3 separate regions of the Triticum aestivum genome follow, and all the other regions are linked to region 1. The links are chromatin contacts, called in public Hi-C maps. All regions are on one chromosome and are shown on one strand. The core of a region is the stretch at or near the end of the contact, and the rest is flanking DNA. Distances in the headings are between cores, read along the strand shown. Region 1 holds the start of LOC123098428 (inositol-3-phosphate synthase). Region 2 holds the start of LOC123098427 (ubiquitin carboxyl-terminal hydrolase 26). Region 3 holds the start of LOC123098430 (non-specific lipid transfer protein GPI-anchored 31).

Region 1 (4,925 bases), core at 2,061-4,560:
ATGCTCCCCGGGCTCGTAGAGGATAGCATTGCTCGAGACCATGTCATCCACCACGTTGCTCTTGGAGATCTCCTTGGAACGGAATGTCTGCGGTGCGGATAGGTTCATCCCGTCGTTGTTCCCCAGATGGTTGTAGCTGACAATTGAGGTGGGCTGCAAGAACAGAAACCACATATGTTTAGGCTTCGTAACACAGAAATGTCTGTGTATACATGTGTTCAGTTGACAGTTGATTGTTACCTTGATTCCAGCACCAACAAGGAAATCCACCAAGACAGATTTCATCTTAGTCTGGCCACTCTTGAAATCATCACCACCAATCAGGCAGTTGTTCTTAATGGCAAGATCGATCAGCCCTGCACACAAGAAAATAACATAAGCCTGTAACCAGACACCATATACAGGTACAATCAGCAGAGCAAGCTACACACCAGGCACAAAGGTGTTCTGAGGGCTCCCGTTGATGAACGGCACACCCTCCATGACGCAGGCAATGGCATACAGTGTCGATGGAGATATCTCTGCCTCGTTCTTGTCCACAGACGCCAAGAGGTTCTCCATCGTGTCATTAAGCCCAACAGAGACGTTGCTGTACCTTTCAGTGTTTGCCGTCCAAAGCACCACTACCTTGTCCACCTTGTTCTTCTCCTTGAACTCCCTATTTCATCAAGCCATATGAGGGCGCAAATTTAGAAGTTGATGAAGTTTTCAGCATGGAACGTTGAAACTAACAAGGACTGGTGGAGTAACATTTTCATGAGTAACTCAGCTTAAAATTTAATTTCAGTAGAACGACCCTTCGTGGAGTCCAATCATACAAAAGCCGGTGGCTATAGAGAATCTGTCCAATCATACAAAAGCCACTGGCTGTAGAGAATTATGCATATAGAATCATACCAGTTAAGTAGTGTTATTGTTTTAAAGCATATTCGCAGTGGTTACAGAGAATTATCCATATTAATCATGCGTGCTCAGGCATCAAACTCAGAGTACTCTTTTTTTATTCTACTCTTAAGTGCTGGAATATAGAGTATGTCAAGTTGTATACGTGCATATCTGTATACCTTATGTCTTTGATAATCTGCTCCATCTGCTCTTTCTTTGTGCCCTTGATGACATTGTTAGCCCGGGAGCCCTGGTTGGCAGCGATGAAGTCCGGGTCATAGATGCCGGGGAGCGGCACGATGGACTCCATGTAGGGCCTGAGCTGCTTCTGCAGGTCAATGTCCAGCACCTTGGCCCTGGTCATAGCATCAGCCAGGTTCATGCTGCTAATATCCCAGCCCCCAAACACAAGGTCATCTGGGTTTACCTGAAAAATCATTCTAACACCGTCAGAATAGGATTTGCAGCCAACTGCAAGTCTGGAACATATACAGTCAACAGAGCCCATAGCATTTTGACCGGTACAATGACAACATCATGGCACATATCCACAATTTTCTTTACTAAAGAGCACATGGTGCACTGTCTTTTTTTATTTTTGCATGACTTAGCTGTCCTTCAACTAACATGCAGCATCAAATTGCTACGGGGATAGTGCTCTTCACATAGCAATATCTTTTTAATGTTAGTATTGATTGCAGTGACTCGAAGAAAACTGTATTTACCATGGGCAGGAGGCTCTTGAAGGGTGCATAGATCTCCTCTCCGTTGTAGCTCCCGACCCTGATGGTGGAGGCCTGGGTGAGGGACCCAAAGTAGTTGGCTTGCTGCACCTTGTCCTTTGTCGCCCATGAGATCCCCCTAAATTGATTAAACTCACCATCAGTCTCAAATAAGACACTACTGTTGACAAGGAAGAACCAAAATTGTAATGATGGAATCGATGTGGATGGTGACAACGTACTCCCTGTTGGCGATGACCCCAGCCATGAGTGTGGAGCCATTGTTGCCGCCCCACCCCACGAGCATCACCCTGCACCACCAAAAACAGAGTCCAAATGATTACCACAAATAATCAGCGTATTCTGTCGACAAGTGGCTCACACTACACTGCACGTAGCCAACATGCAAAGCAATCCGCTAGTGGATGTAGATGAAAACAAAGAGGAAATCAGAGAACCCGGGGAAACAAACAAATGCATGGGATTCAGAGTAGCAGTAAATTATACTTGGTCAGGCTAACATAGTTGGGCCCTTGTCAAAAGAAAAAGGCTGACGTCTCATTATTATACCAGGTGGAGTCAAAACCCTGTTCTGCATCTCATCTAAAAAAATACAGAGCAGTCCGTTCTGAATCTTAAAATACAAGCTCACGTGCACATGCGACAGGTGAAAAACTAGTAGATCGGGGAAAGCATGTCGTATTACGGAGATGGAGTTGGTCGGATAGCCGATCTGCTAGCGATAATCCAAAACCGAACAGCATCTTGCAGACGACAACAAACGCATCGCATTCTCCTAAAAAGTCGAAAATGAGACCGTTCGTTTGGCTCCTGCCGTCCATTGATTCTCCTCTCTTGGCAAGGAAAGAATGCCAAAAAGAAACGAAAACGAAAACAGAATCCAACACTAGAGGCTGACAGCGATCCGAGAACGACCTAGGCCCACAAGCGTCAACGACGGCCGGCGAAGTTCCGAATGGAACACAGGTCGCACTGATCTTGACAGGACCGAATTAAATCAAGTAAATACATCAGGAGATAATTAAGAGAAGCGCCGAGTTACTGAAACACGGCGACTGAGTGACTGATCTTGACACGACAGAATCTAAAGGATTAAACTAGGCTTTACATACAGAAGACAAGAGAAGCACTGCGCGCGCGTATATAGGGAGGGGAGGAGAGGAGCGTTGGTTACCGACCCGAGCTTGGGGACGTTGGTGTTGGTCTTGAAGTGGTAGTTGACGGACTTGGGGCGGACGACCCACTTGGAGGCGCCGTCGTGGCTCTCGTGCACCAGCTCCGTGGTGTCGTAGCGGTACTCGGACTCGATCTCCCCCGCGCCGTACCTCACGTTCGGGCTCTCCACGCGGAAGCTCTCGATGAACATCTTGGCGACGCAAGATCGATCTCTCCCTCTCTTTCTTTCCTGGAGACTCTTGCAGGGAGGAAGAGAGAGGTTTTCGAGTGCGGTGGCAAGGGGCTGGAGTGAATTGTGTGTGATCTGCGGTGGGTAAGCGGGCGGGGGTGGGGGATTTATAGCGGGTTAGGCGGCCACGTGGTTTCGCTGGGGTCCACGCCGTAGGTGCCAGTGCCAGGCGGGGCGGCGGCGAGACAGCTTGGCCGCCGGGGATAGCCGCCGGCGGGCTGGGGAGGCGGGGGGCGGAAGGGAATGGGGGTCGGGGAGAGGCTCGAAGAGGAGGAAGGGGCGCGATGGGCCGATGAGGTATCGACCGCACTTCTTTCTTTTTCTGCGAGGACGGAGGGAGGAACACAGTTACGATTTTGCACTCAAGAAATCGCAAAAATGCCCTGCCCACAAAGATCGTGTGCTGCGAGGCAGAGGCGTCACATGCACACAGTGGCCGCGCGCACCCTGCCTCTGCCGGTGCCAGTGCCAGGCGCCGGGATCATCAACGATTCCGTGGACACGGGCACGCGAGATAGATACTAGTAGATTCCGAACGATTCTGAAATTCCGAGGAACTGCGAGGGGCGAAACGCGAATGATCCCGCGGTCCGCTGCGCCCGGCGCGGGCGCGGCTGGGAGCGGGCCCAGTGAGCCGCGACGGCCCACGGTCGCACGGCGGGGCCCCAGCTCCTTCCCAAGTGGCGCTCTCTGCTCCGTGGTGCTCGTGGGCGCCGTCACGTGGCCAACCGCCGCCCGGTCGTGGCAGACGCTCCTGGAAACGCCTCACACACACACGTCCTTCCCCACAGAGCATAGACGCGGTCCATGGGCTCGCTGCAGAGCACGCCATGTGGTGCGGTGTCAGCGGCGGGCGGGGAGGCACCGCTCCGAGCTCGTGCGTTGTCAGTGCGATCCAGTCCCGAGAGCAGGCGCGGGTCCCCGGGGAAACACGAAATTGTTGTCCTTGCATGCAAATGGCCCTGTCCTTGCATGTAAGACTCTCGGGAATCTTCGGGCGCTCGCGGCTAGTGCGTTCTAGGCTCCTCTCTTCTCGTCAGATCTGCTGGGGGAGGTTGCCACTGCTTTTGCTATGGCTCAACCAAAGTAATTTGCCCTAGCACAAAGATGAGTAAGTTTGTCTGCCAACCCGCAAAAAAAAGGTAAGTTTGCTTGCCCTAGCTACAAGTGCAAGCTCAGAGAGATTGTATGGTGATATGCCTTTGTGCAACTTTTACAAGTGTTAGGTTCTATAGATTCTTTGCGTTGCAAGCTGAAATCCGGTCGAGTACTGATCATTGCTTCCTACTTGGAGCGTCTACAAGCAGGATTGCCAAACATGGACCATTGTACGCCCACGGACAGTGACCGGTCACCACCCATTTGTACTCGCCCACGTGCTTTTTAAATTCATACAATCTATACCAATATGTAAATAAGCAACACAACATCAATCAAAGCTACGTACCCATATATAGCACAATCGGACCAAAAAAAATAGAGTAACAGAGTTCATCAGACACTGTTCATGGGACATAGTTCATCATTGGACGGATTAAACTTGGTACAAAATAAATTAGATCGGGGGAGCGGGGTGACGAACATGGCCATTTCCTCGCCGGGCCTCTCCCCTTGTGGTCACCGGAGCGACGGTAGTAGTCCTCCGTGTAGGCATCCGCAGCGGGAGGTGTGTCGTCGTCCGTGCTTGTCGTGCCACTATTGGACGACGACGAGATGATGCCGACGAGACGTATGTCGGCACATGCATGCTCCTTCGTGTGTCGTCGTCCCTGCTAGTCCTGCCACTATTGGACGATGACGAGATGATGCCGACCAGACGTCTGTCAGTGCATGCATGGTCCTTCGTGTGTCGTGGCGCCTTGGCCTTGGCGATCTCCTTCTGCATCGCGAGG
Region 2 (4,925 bases), core at 1,557-4,056, 220 kb before region 1:
CTGGAGTAGCAGGTGCTTCTGTAATAACAGATTTTACTTCTTGGCGCCTTTCTTGTATGGAAGCCAAAAGGTTATCTTTTTTACTTAGGTACTCGCCACATTCGTTTACACATGATGCATTCAATGCATCAATCTCATCCATCAGATGGCGTGGAAGTGAACTATTACTGGCTTCCACAATATTATTGCTTTTAATACCATTTTCATCCTTGCTCGATCGTTTGTACATTAGCATGTAAGCATCAGTGGAAGAGAACATCTCTCCCATATTAGAAGTCAGTGCAGCCTCATGATGGCTACTGTTATTACCATTTGCCACAGAACCTTCGGTAGAAGTACCTTCAGATTTCTGATCCGCTTTATCAGATGACTTGCCTGGTTTTTCACCAAAAGGGTGAAAACCAAGGCTGGATACACACTCATCATCAAACTCCCACCAGTGACCATTGCTTTCATCCTTTATATGTGCCACATAGTGACCACTATTAGCAGCACTACCCTTATGAATCAAAATAGCAGCCAGGTCATAAATGTAATTGGATGAAGGATCCGACAACCGCTTCCCCATATCTAGCTGTCCCGGAAAACTGAATGATGAAGAAATCTTTTTCTTCGTTGTTGTCTGCGGAGGAAATAAATTAGTAAGTTTCTTCCACACAAATCGAGAAATCACACAAGACAGAAGCAGGGGCAACAGATAGCACAAAACTATGAACAAGCTTGGATCAGAGTAATCACCTTTGGTAGGAATACATATCGCTTCAGCTGAAAATTAACAACAGGAGGAAGCGAGCGAAGTTTTATACAACGGGTGGCATCTACCCTTTTCTGACATGACTCGCAGGAATATTGGTTCTCCCCATTCAGTGCCTCCACACTCAAATAGTCATCCAGACTTTCCTCTAAATTACTTAAACCTTTAATATTCAGTTCCAGTTCATAGAAGTCTTCCATTTTTGAAGATGCTTCAGAATCCCTTCCACATGATGAACACCTTAAGCATATGATAACCAACATCAGTCCTCCACAAAATTAATGAGTAGTACAAATGAACTAACATATCATATTATCATTCACTTTGGTATGTGCAAGCTGTGTGAATTAGAAATTGTGCATGCACTCAGTGGTCAATCCAATTACAAAGTCAAAGATATGTACCTGAGCACATAGCTTGACCTAAGTACAAGATCCAGCAAAACAGGACTCGCAAGTTCAAAAAAAAATCATATCCAGCTAACTATTTTGTTGCTGTTTGACAAGATAACCGGCTTGTTATTATAATCACAAACTATGATATTTTTATAGTAATTCTGTAGCGGCAGAACATCGCAAGACAATAAAACACAGTGTATGCGAACAAACAGGAGCATACAAGGCAAACACGATGTGGTTATATTGGGAAGATAAACCTTCTAACTTAAAGTTCAGATCCCTTCAGTTTCCAAAATAAATTTAGGCATTTACCTACCGAGTCACATGCGACACACTTCCACGAAATAAATCTTGCACAATAGTTTTCGCAACAGTGACCTTGGAGTAACTTAACGAACGCTCGAGCAGAGACAAAAACAAGGTGAGAAATTCGTGACTGTCCTGCTGGACACCGTTGTCTAGTTCCAAGGTCTTGATGAAAGGTGCTGAATCAATGAAAGCCATTTTGCTGGAGTGTAGCTGCGCAAATAATCGAGCCAGCTGATCGAGAACAGGTTGCTTCTTCAAGATGTCTGGCTCTAGCGAGAAAATGCCTGAACGGAAGGAAGTGTTCATATAAAGGCACTGAAGTATGCTGTTAGCATAACATGTCGCGCCCAGATTAGTCAATCCAGCAGGCGTCTCGGTGGAAGCACGGAGGTCCTTGGATGGGTCAGGGCCGAGGCTACCGACATGCTCGCCATTTTTCTGCCAGAGGCCAGTCTTCCTCGCCCCACCGGTGGTGGGGATCAATCCGCAGAAACAATTGGGTGAGTCCTTGGTGTTCCCATGGCAGCCCTGGCAAACCGGCTTCCACACGCTGTAAAGTTGCCTAATATCATCTTGCGTGATGGCACCAGTGGAATGTATCCTCCTGCATAGCACAGGCAGCACCCCAAGCAAAAAACATGTCAGCAACAGAAACACATTGAAATCTCACCCTTCACCCTATCAAATCTCCAGCTACCAGCAACGGGAAAAGGCAACGTATACATACTTGAGAGCGGCATAAGACGGGCTCGCAGACTCATCAGCGCGTGGCCTCTTGTTCTTATTGCGGGTGTTGTGCCTGCTCATTGTACCATCAACTGAGCGCCAAGCGAAACCTCCAGTTGCTCTCCCTGCTGCGGAAACAACAGAAACCAGAGCATTAGCGCGTCGGTGTCAGGGGCGGACGGAACGAGGAGCATTGGGGTCAGTTCGAACCCTAAATTCCGTGGGAAACAGGCTGCTATCACTACTCCACCAAACAGCAAACGAATCCGCAAAAAAATGGGGGGAAATCGACGGATTTAACAGACAAAAGGCGTTTGGATTGGAATGCTTACCGCGAAGGGAGGAACAGATCAGGCTCTCCAGGCAATCCGAAGCAGGCTAGGGTTCGTCACCGGCAGGAAAAGCAAATCCAAGGCCTGATGGATCTCTGCTCCACGCCGGTCCGGTCGAGCAGAGCGGCGGCGGCGGAGGAGGAGGAGGATGAGGAGAGACGAATCCCTTGGAGGTGGCGGTCGGCGGTGGAGGGGCAGAGGGGCGGAGAGGGTTTCCCTTCGATGACCCCCGCCGCGAGCTGGGAGGGGATGAAAAGAAGCTGATCTGCTTTTTGGTTTCAGAGCCGGGTGACGTGCCGCATGTTTTGTTGGGTCGGGCTGCACCCGTGGGCTTGGCATCAGACTCATGGGCTGGGAGTACGGGGGATAGCACAGGACGGTAAACGGTGGAAATGGGATATTTTCTTTTGCTGGAATGGAAATGGAATAATTTGCCTCCAAAATATGGAATAATTGACGTTGAACTTGTGCCCTTCAAGGCTTCTGCAGATCCATGGCGACATTCCCCTACAGCGCACGCGTCAGCGCCTTCATAGCAAATAATTGATGAAGGCGTCGAGATGTGTATGTGCTTTGCTGAATCAGGAAATGGCAGAGCACATTATGGCAAACTACACGGCAGCAGATGCTTGTCATGAGTCACGCGGGCTTTTACAACATTTCCGGTGACTTTGTGGTTAATATGGCGAGCTCCGTAAGCATTATCCATGAAGAGTTCCGGAGCCTTCTAGTACATTTATTTTTTTCAAGTGGTTAATTGTGTGTTTATAAATTATTTATGTTGGAAAATCGAAAACAGTATGATTTATCCGATAGTTCACTACATATTTATACTCAACCAGAGGAATCGAAGGCAATATTAGTTGCTTGGCCCACAAAGAAGAAGAAGAGCTCCCACCCAAGGTGGGTGAATATCAACCTAGATGTGTTAATTAGTAGCATTTTTATGTTGCCAAAAAAAATTGCCAGTTAAGTCTATCCACTCTCTGTGATAAAGATGAAACGTAAATACTACTATAAGAACATCCCAAGTGAAGACGATTATATCTATGTGAGTTATGTCTCTAAAGAAAGTAATATATCAAATTTCAAACAATTAAAGCGGAAACAATGGTGTGGCGTCAATGAAAGGTCTTGAGTTAAAGCTATTGATGAACCCGTTAATGATTCCACTTGTCATAAATCCATTATATGACATTAAAAAACATAACAAGTAAGCAAAAATCATAACAGTTCGTAAAACCAAACTTAAGCATAGAACCATACATAGATTTATATACGGAGAAAGGTACATACTTATCTCCAGGATTCATACATAACGAAATAATAAAGAGAAAAACAACATTTCATCATCACAAGTCCAAAAGATGCACTCCTAATCCTTGTTGCTTGTTCTGGATGCATGTCAAGGGTAGAGGATTCTCATCCACCTACTCCTTGTTGTTGGTTCTGGATACAGATTGGCCCTTCTCCTTGCCCAATAGATGATCTCATCAAAAGTGTGTCTTGGAACACCTCATGATACTCTTGCATGTTGCAGGCTTCCAGGATCATGTTGGACAGATGGTGGCGGTACTCCAACGAGTATCCAGTGGTGCTAGTGCCCTCTCAACTCGCCTCTGAGCCCTATTCGCACGAGCTCTTTGCTGCCGCACCCTGGCAGCCCTCATGTGCACAACCTCCTCCTCTTTGACTGTCACCTCTCCAAGGTTAGGATCCATCTCTCCTAGGGTGCTTGCTCACTACGGTTATATGGTGTTGGTTGGAGGCTAAGGGGAAATAGGCTTGTGGCTATGGTGAGGCTGATAGGGGTGGCTTTTATTGACACCAAGGCAGGCCCATTTTGGCAATTTAGCTCCATGAACAAGGCATCAACTTTATGACCACAAAAACAATTTTCATGTCAATGCTAACCAAACCATTAAGCTAAATAAAAATATGATCATACATGACAACACAACATCATTACTTAATATGAGTAGTTCATCATTGCATTGCTTAGCATAAGTAGCTCTTCACTTCATTACTTAAACAAACCATGGTGTTCTTAACTTAACTGACATCAATACACTTACGAACATAGCTTAACTTAGCATCTCACCCATCGGATCACCAAAATACACACACACCTACCACCATCAACTTGCAAGGCTTGTTTGCTTATCTAGGATTGCCTTCATTTTCATTCCTTTAGTATTGCCTTGATCTGCTCCAGTTTCTCCTTGCTCCCATGCCCAGCCTTCAGCAGGTCGACAACTACATTCTCAAGCTCATTCTTCTCTTCTGCAAGGAGATCCCTGTCCACCTTGAGCTCATGCATATCCTTCCTGTGTTCTTGATTATTGTTGGGGAACGTTGCATGGAAAACAAAAAAATCTACGCACACGCAAGATCTATCCATGGAGA
Region 3 (4,925 bases), core at 1,089-3,588, 160 kb after region 1:
CCGGCGCCCACGTCACGGTCAGCAGTCCCGCCCGTTCTGCCGACGCCTGCCATGCCCTTGCCGCCCACTACGGCTCCGTCGTCCAACGCGCCCATGCCGACGCGCACCCTTCCGTCGAATGCGCCCGCTCTGGCGCCTATGATGGCCGTGCCCCCCGTGCATGCGCCCTCCGGCGGTCCTGCAGCGGCGCCCTCTTCTGTCAGCTCCGGGCCAGCGCCCGTGCCGGCGTCGTCTCCCATGGCCGCTGCTCGGGTTCTGCTCGTGCCGCCGACCGCAGCGCCGGCTCTTGCTCCGTGGATGCCCGCTTCCGCACCGAGATCCAGCGCGCCATCGCCGATGCCCACGCTTCCCACTACGCCAGGTACGCTTCGTGATCGTGTGCCGCGGTTCATTGTTAACTTTGTCCGACGGTCTGCGTAGCCCGCGTCCGATCGGTTTGTGAGATTGGGCTCATGCTGAAATGGCCCGTGGCTATCCATCTTGTACCAATAGACGGCCTGGAGTGGCCCAGTTAGGGTTCCCATTTTGTCTGTTACATTTTTTAATCTGAAATCTTTTTGCGATGTTTAATTTAAAGTTGTTGTTAACCCTAATTTTTTTAGGATTAATCCAATCGTATTTTTATTAAACTCTATAAAATCTAGATCTGTTACACAAATCTTAACAGAAAGGAAAATATCAAATCTTGGTGCATTTTTAACCGATTTCCTGATTACTATGCTTGTGCAGCTCCCGTTTCGCAACCACCTGCATCGGCACAACCCAAACCTGGTATGTACTCATCTTCGACGACGAACTAAAAATGGATCCACGAAATTGCTCTACTGTGAAATAATTTTCTCGAACTGAATAAATACGCTAGCTGTTCAGTTGATTATTGGATTTGTTTTTTCTAAACCGAATTGAAGTAAGAATGTTCATCACTAACGGCTAGCGCAAAATATTGCCTGCAGGTCCAGTGCTCCCGTTGCCGCCGACCCCAGCGCCCGCCGCCATGCTGCCCGCTGCCATCAGCTCTCCGTCTCCTGCGTCAACGCCGGCGACCTCCCCGACCGCCCCGCCGGCTGCTTCTGCCGCTAATTCCGTCGCTCCCATGGGAGCCATGGTCGTTGGCGCGGCGCTTGCCGTTGCAGCGCTATTTTAGGCCCCTCCGTTTTCAAGTTAGCTTAGCGGACTGGCTTTGTAGTTAGCCTTCTGTTATAGCCAAGCGGATTCAGTTTGTAGTTAGCCTTATCACGGGATACCAACTGAAGTACTATTAGGTACCTTTTGTTAGGATCGATCCACTCTAGAAATTTTTACTCCGGTTGTACTCTGCTACGTACGTGTGTTAGCCTCGGCTCTATCTATCTATAGAAGAAAAGTGAACCCCCCGTTCACAATCATTCGTTATTTGCTGTGTTTCCTTGTTGTCAGCGTTTTTGTTGTAATCGCATACCGCAACTTGCAGTCGATCGAACACGTTATGCCTTGTATAATGCAAAGTGCTTAAAGAAATAAACCATTTTTTCTTAAGCACCGTTGCTTATTTCTACATGGAAGCACCTTGTATTGTACTCCATTTGTTCGGAAATATTTGTCGAAAAAAGGATAAAAATATATGTATTTAAAACTAAAATACGTCTAGTAGATACATTCATTTCTCTGACATCTATTTTCGGACTGAGGGAATACAAGGCCTAGGCTAGCGCCGTTGCTTGGCCGTGACGTGAGCAATTCGACGCGGCGGCGTAAGCAGCCATTAGGCCATACATCGTGGATTGCATTCAGACCTAGAAAAAGGAGGTTCATACCGGCGTTGGTAACATTGCTCGGTCGACGTGTGGCCCAGCTCTCGGAAAGTCTCGATTCCACTGCCCCCGTGCGGTCGTGCGCTCGGTTTCTTTTATTTTCTCCCGTGCAACCGCCCACCCAGCTACCCAAGGCTTTCCCTAAAAGGCTTCCGGCCCTTTTATCATGGTCGCCGGCCGACCACGGCGACGGCCGACGGCGGTGACCTTCTTTTGGCTCACCCCCACAGCCACAGGCCACTGCCACCATTCGAACTTCATCATGTCGGCACACCGCCGCTTCGGAAAAGGAATGACACGCCGAAGCCGCCCTTTCACTAGCTTCTCTAGTGGCTGGGACCAGAAGGGCGCATCAATAGACCGATCCAAGGCCTACAGACGCCATGATTTCTCAAGCACTTCGCAGCCGTGCGCAGACGTCACTGTCTCGGCCAGAGAATCGCTGCTATATGCCGCCATTTTCTTTGACCTAGGATGAGGAGGAGCAATGAGTTCCATTTCTGTGTCTTGCCAGTGCCAGTGCCAGCACAGTGCAACACTAACCAAACTTCCCACTGATGCAGTGGTGCATGCGGTGCTGGCAGCCCATCGCAAACATAAAAACGCCCTCCACGCACCCCCTAGCAATCTCACACCACATTCCACAGACCATATCACACGTTCTGAAACCACTGTTGTAGATAGCTCTAGTGCATCGTGCACACAAGTTACAGCGGCAGCCGGCGAGAATGGCAGCTAGGACGTCGATCACGGCCACGAAACGGCCATGGCTGCTGCTTCTCGCAGCACTGGCCACGGTGGTAGCGCACGTCGACGGTGCGACTGTAGCCGCTCCGGCGCCGGCTGTTGACTGCAGCGACGCCTTGATCAGCCTGGCGGGGTGCCTGAGCTACGTGCAGGAGGGGAGCACGGTGGCGACGCCGGAGGGGTCGTGCTGCTCGGGGCTCAAGGACGTGGTGAAGAAGGAGGTGGCCTGCCTCTGCCAGGCCTTCCAGGGCGGCCAGGACTACGGCGTCACCCTCAACATGACCAAGGCCCTGCAGCTGCCCGGCGCCTGCAAGGTCAAGACGCCTCCCTTCAGCAAGTGCCACAGTGAGTAATTTTTTTTCTTCTTCTTCTTGTTTTTTCCACAGCTCGCAAATGCAAAAATACGACGCCTATCAATAGCTGACTGAGAAAGAAATTCTCTTCTGTCGGATTAAGCCATAGTCACTCCATTTTCTGGTCCATTTATGTGCGTCTTTGGTGGAGAAGTCGTGTGCATAAACTGAAGTCAACTACCTTGGAGCATCGGTCATGTTTTCTTGTCTTGCAAATTCTTTGAAACAGTTAGTTGTTGTTGGGTCCGTGTATGTGCAAATTGCAACTTTAATTTTAATTTAGTGACCAAAAGAGTAATCTGCACTGTTCAGTCGGTTATAGTACTCTATCTTTCAGAATCAGAAGTAAAATCTTAGTCGAATGACACCTTTTTTTTTTGCGGGGTTAAAAGGGATTTTCATTGCTCAATGGGGAACCAGGTCGTCCATACAAAGTTGGGGTACATCCGTAGGGCCTGACCTCAACCAAACTAACATAATTAGTCGAATGACACCTAGCAAAACCATTGTTAAATACTGAACCTGACATAATTATGAACTGAGAAAAAACTGACGGAACCATATTCTGACGACCTCTCTCTTCGCTAATGCAGTTTCCATTCCGGGCGTGGCCGGTGGGTCTCCAGGTGTGTTCACTAACCACTCTTTCTCTTCCCCTTCTGATTCCGCATATATCATTCGACGATATCTCAGCAAAGTACCAACATATATTTATTTATTTTTGCGAATAAAATACCAACATATATAATCCTTTCTTTTTTGGGAGTAAAAAAAAATCGCAACTCTTTTAGTACTCTACTGACGTTGCCATCATTCCAGCACCTGCACCTGCCCCGTCTTCCGGTGCTCCGTTCTTCGGGGGCTCGCCGTCACCATCCATGCCATCGGCGGAATCACCAGCCGAAGCCGGAACCGGAAGTGGCGACTCCACCACCGCTCGAGCTCCATCCCCGTCGGCCTCCGCCGCGGCCACCTTCCCCGCTTCAGCAGACGTCCTCCTAGCCGCAGCGACTGTCGCCGCGACACTGCTCATGTGAGCAGCTGGATGCGCCTGTAATTCAGCAAACCTGTTCGTCGTTCATGCGACCATTACCGCTGCACCCGCCCGACACAGCTGAGAAAGCGCAGACCAAGCCTTGTTGCTGGCTTGCTGCATGTACCGAGATGTATCTTATCTGAGAGTTTCCATTCCATTTTTATACAGATATATTATTTATACACGTTTAAACGAGTGTCTTTCATAAACATGACTCATTTTTTCATGCATGGTGACACTGCTTGGTTTGATCCCAATATTTGGCACGCAAAAGCTCATGTGTTGTGTTGGCTACTCTAAAAACTGACTACCAATTTCTCTTGCCAACCTCTATAAAGCACACCCTATGTTCCCAAATATAAGACGTTTTTGGAGTTCAATTTAAACTGACAAAACGTCTTATATGTAGAAATGGAGGTAGTAGCCAAAATTTGGTTTTGCCAAATGCTGGCATCAAACCAAGCAGCCAGAAATGGGGCGAGATTGTAAGAAGTGTCACGGCGAGCATCTCATTCAGAACAGAAACGGGGTGATTAGTATATGTCCATTTTCTGGAGGCCAGAAACGGGGTGAGATTGTGAGAAGTGTCACAGCGTGCAGCTCTCTCAGAACAGAGAGGAGCGTGAATATCCTTTTTGTTTATATTGTTGCTTGGTTCTCTATTCTTTGCTTAAGCTATTGTGTCGTGTAGATGGATGACATCTCCCTGTTCACACATCCCGGATATGATTAATGCATGGAATCTAAAGAACTGGGTCATTCTTCAGCTCAAAATGCAGGCATGGAATTGGGTCATTCTTCAGCCCAAGATGCAGGCATTTGGACTCCATCCGAATATGGCTCGCAACTTGCTGCGGCCATGGCCATGAGATATAGAAATACAACTTATCAACAGTCTATAGTTCAGATTTCCGAACAATGGACACGACAACTGTTACATCATCCAACTTGCCCCCGGAGTAACCCAGGTAGCCTTCTGCGAGCGCCGCGTCCGAGAAC

Evidence for each region. Hi-C and Micro-C count contacts between places; a contact is called where the count stands out from the background.
Region 2: a Hi-C map of leaf shows a contact between it and region 1, with 5 times the contacts expected there. The contact joins the promoter of LOC123098427 here to the promoter of LOC123098428 in region 1. A contact is called at or near these places in 2 of 5 Hi-C or Micro-C datasets (both in leaf).
Region 3: a Hi-C map of leaf shows a contact between it and region 1, with 5 times the contacts expected there. The contact joins the promoter of LOC123098430 here to the promoter of LOC123098428 in region 1. A contact is called at or near these places in 4 of 5 Hi-C or Micro-C datasets (leaf and an unstated tissue) and 1 of 1 datasets of contacts at active chromatin or transcription factors (leaf).

Annotation. Positions count from the first base shown.
Region 1 is chr4D:437,308,562-437,313,486 of IWGSC CS RefSeq v2.1, forward strand. LOC123098428 (inositol-3-phosphate synthase) reads right to left here and starts at 3,311. Exons shown (of 10, transcript XM_044520411.1): 1 at 2,807-3,311; 2 at 1,850-1,918; 3 at 1,611-1,746; 4 at 1,065-1,312; 5 at 432-658; 6 at 241-356; 7 at 1-153. The coding sequence starts at 2,994.
Region 2 is chr4D:437,093,994-437,098,918 of IWGSC CS RefSeq v2.1, forward strand. It overlaps LOC123098427 (ubiquitin carboxyl-terminal hydrolase 26), which reads right to left and starts at 2,807. Exons shown (of 15, transcript XM_044520409.1): 1 at 2,520-2,807; 2 at 2,189-2,315; 3 at 1,469-2,065; 4 at 739-994; 5 at 1-622. The coding sequence starts at 2,268.
Region 3 is chr4D:437,473,761-437,478,685 of IWGSC CS RefSeq v2.1, forward strand. It overlaps LOC123098430 (non-specific lipid transfer protein GPI-anchored 31), which reads left to right and starts at 2,339. Exons shown (of 3, transcript XM_044520413.1): 1 at 2,339-2,882; 2 at 3,484-3,516; 3 at 3,710-4,110. The coding sequence starts at 2,519. The coding sequence ends at 3,927. LOC123097038 reads left to right here. Exons shown (of 4, transcript XM_044518815.1): 2 at 1-361; 3 at 730-771; 4 at 954-1,392. The coding sequence ends at 1,080. It overlaps LOC123098429 (probable protein phosphatase 2C BIPP2C1), which reads right to left. Exons shown (of 9, transcript XM_044520412.1): 9 at 4,752-4,925. The coding sequence ends at 4,823.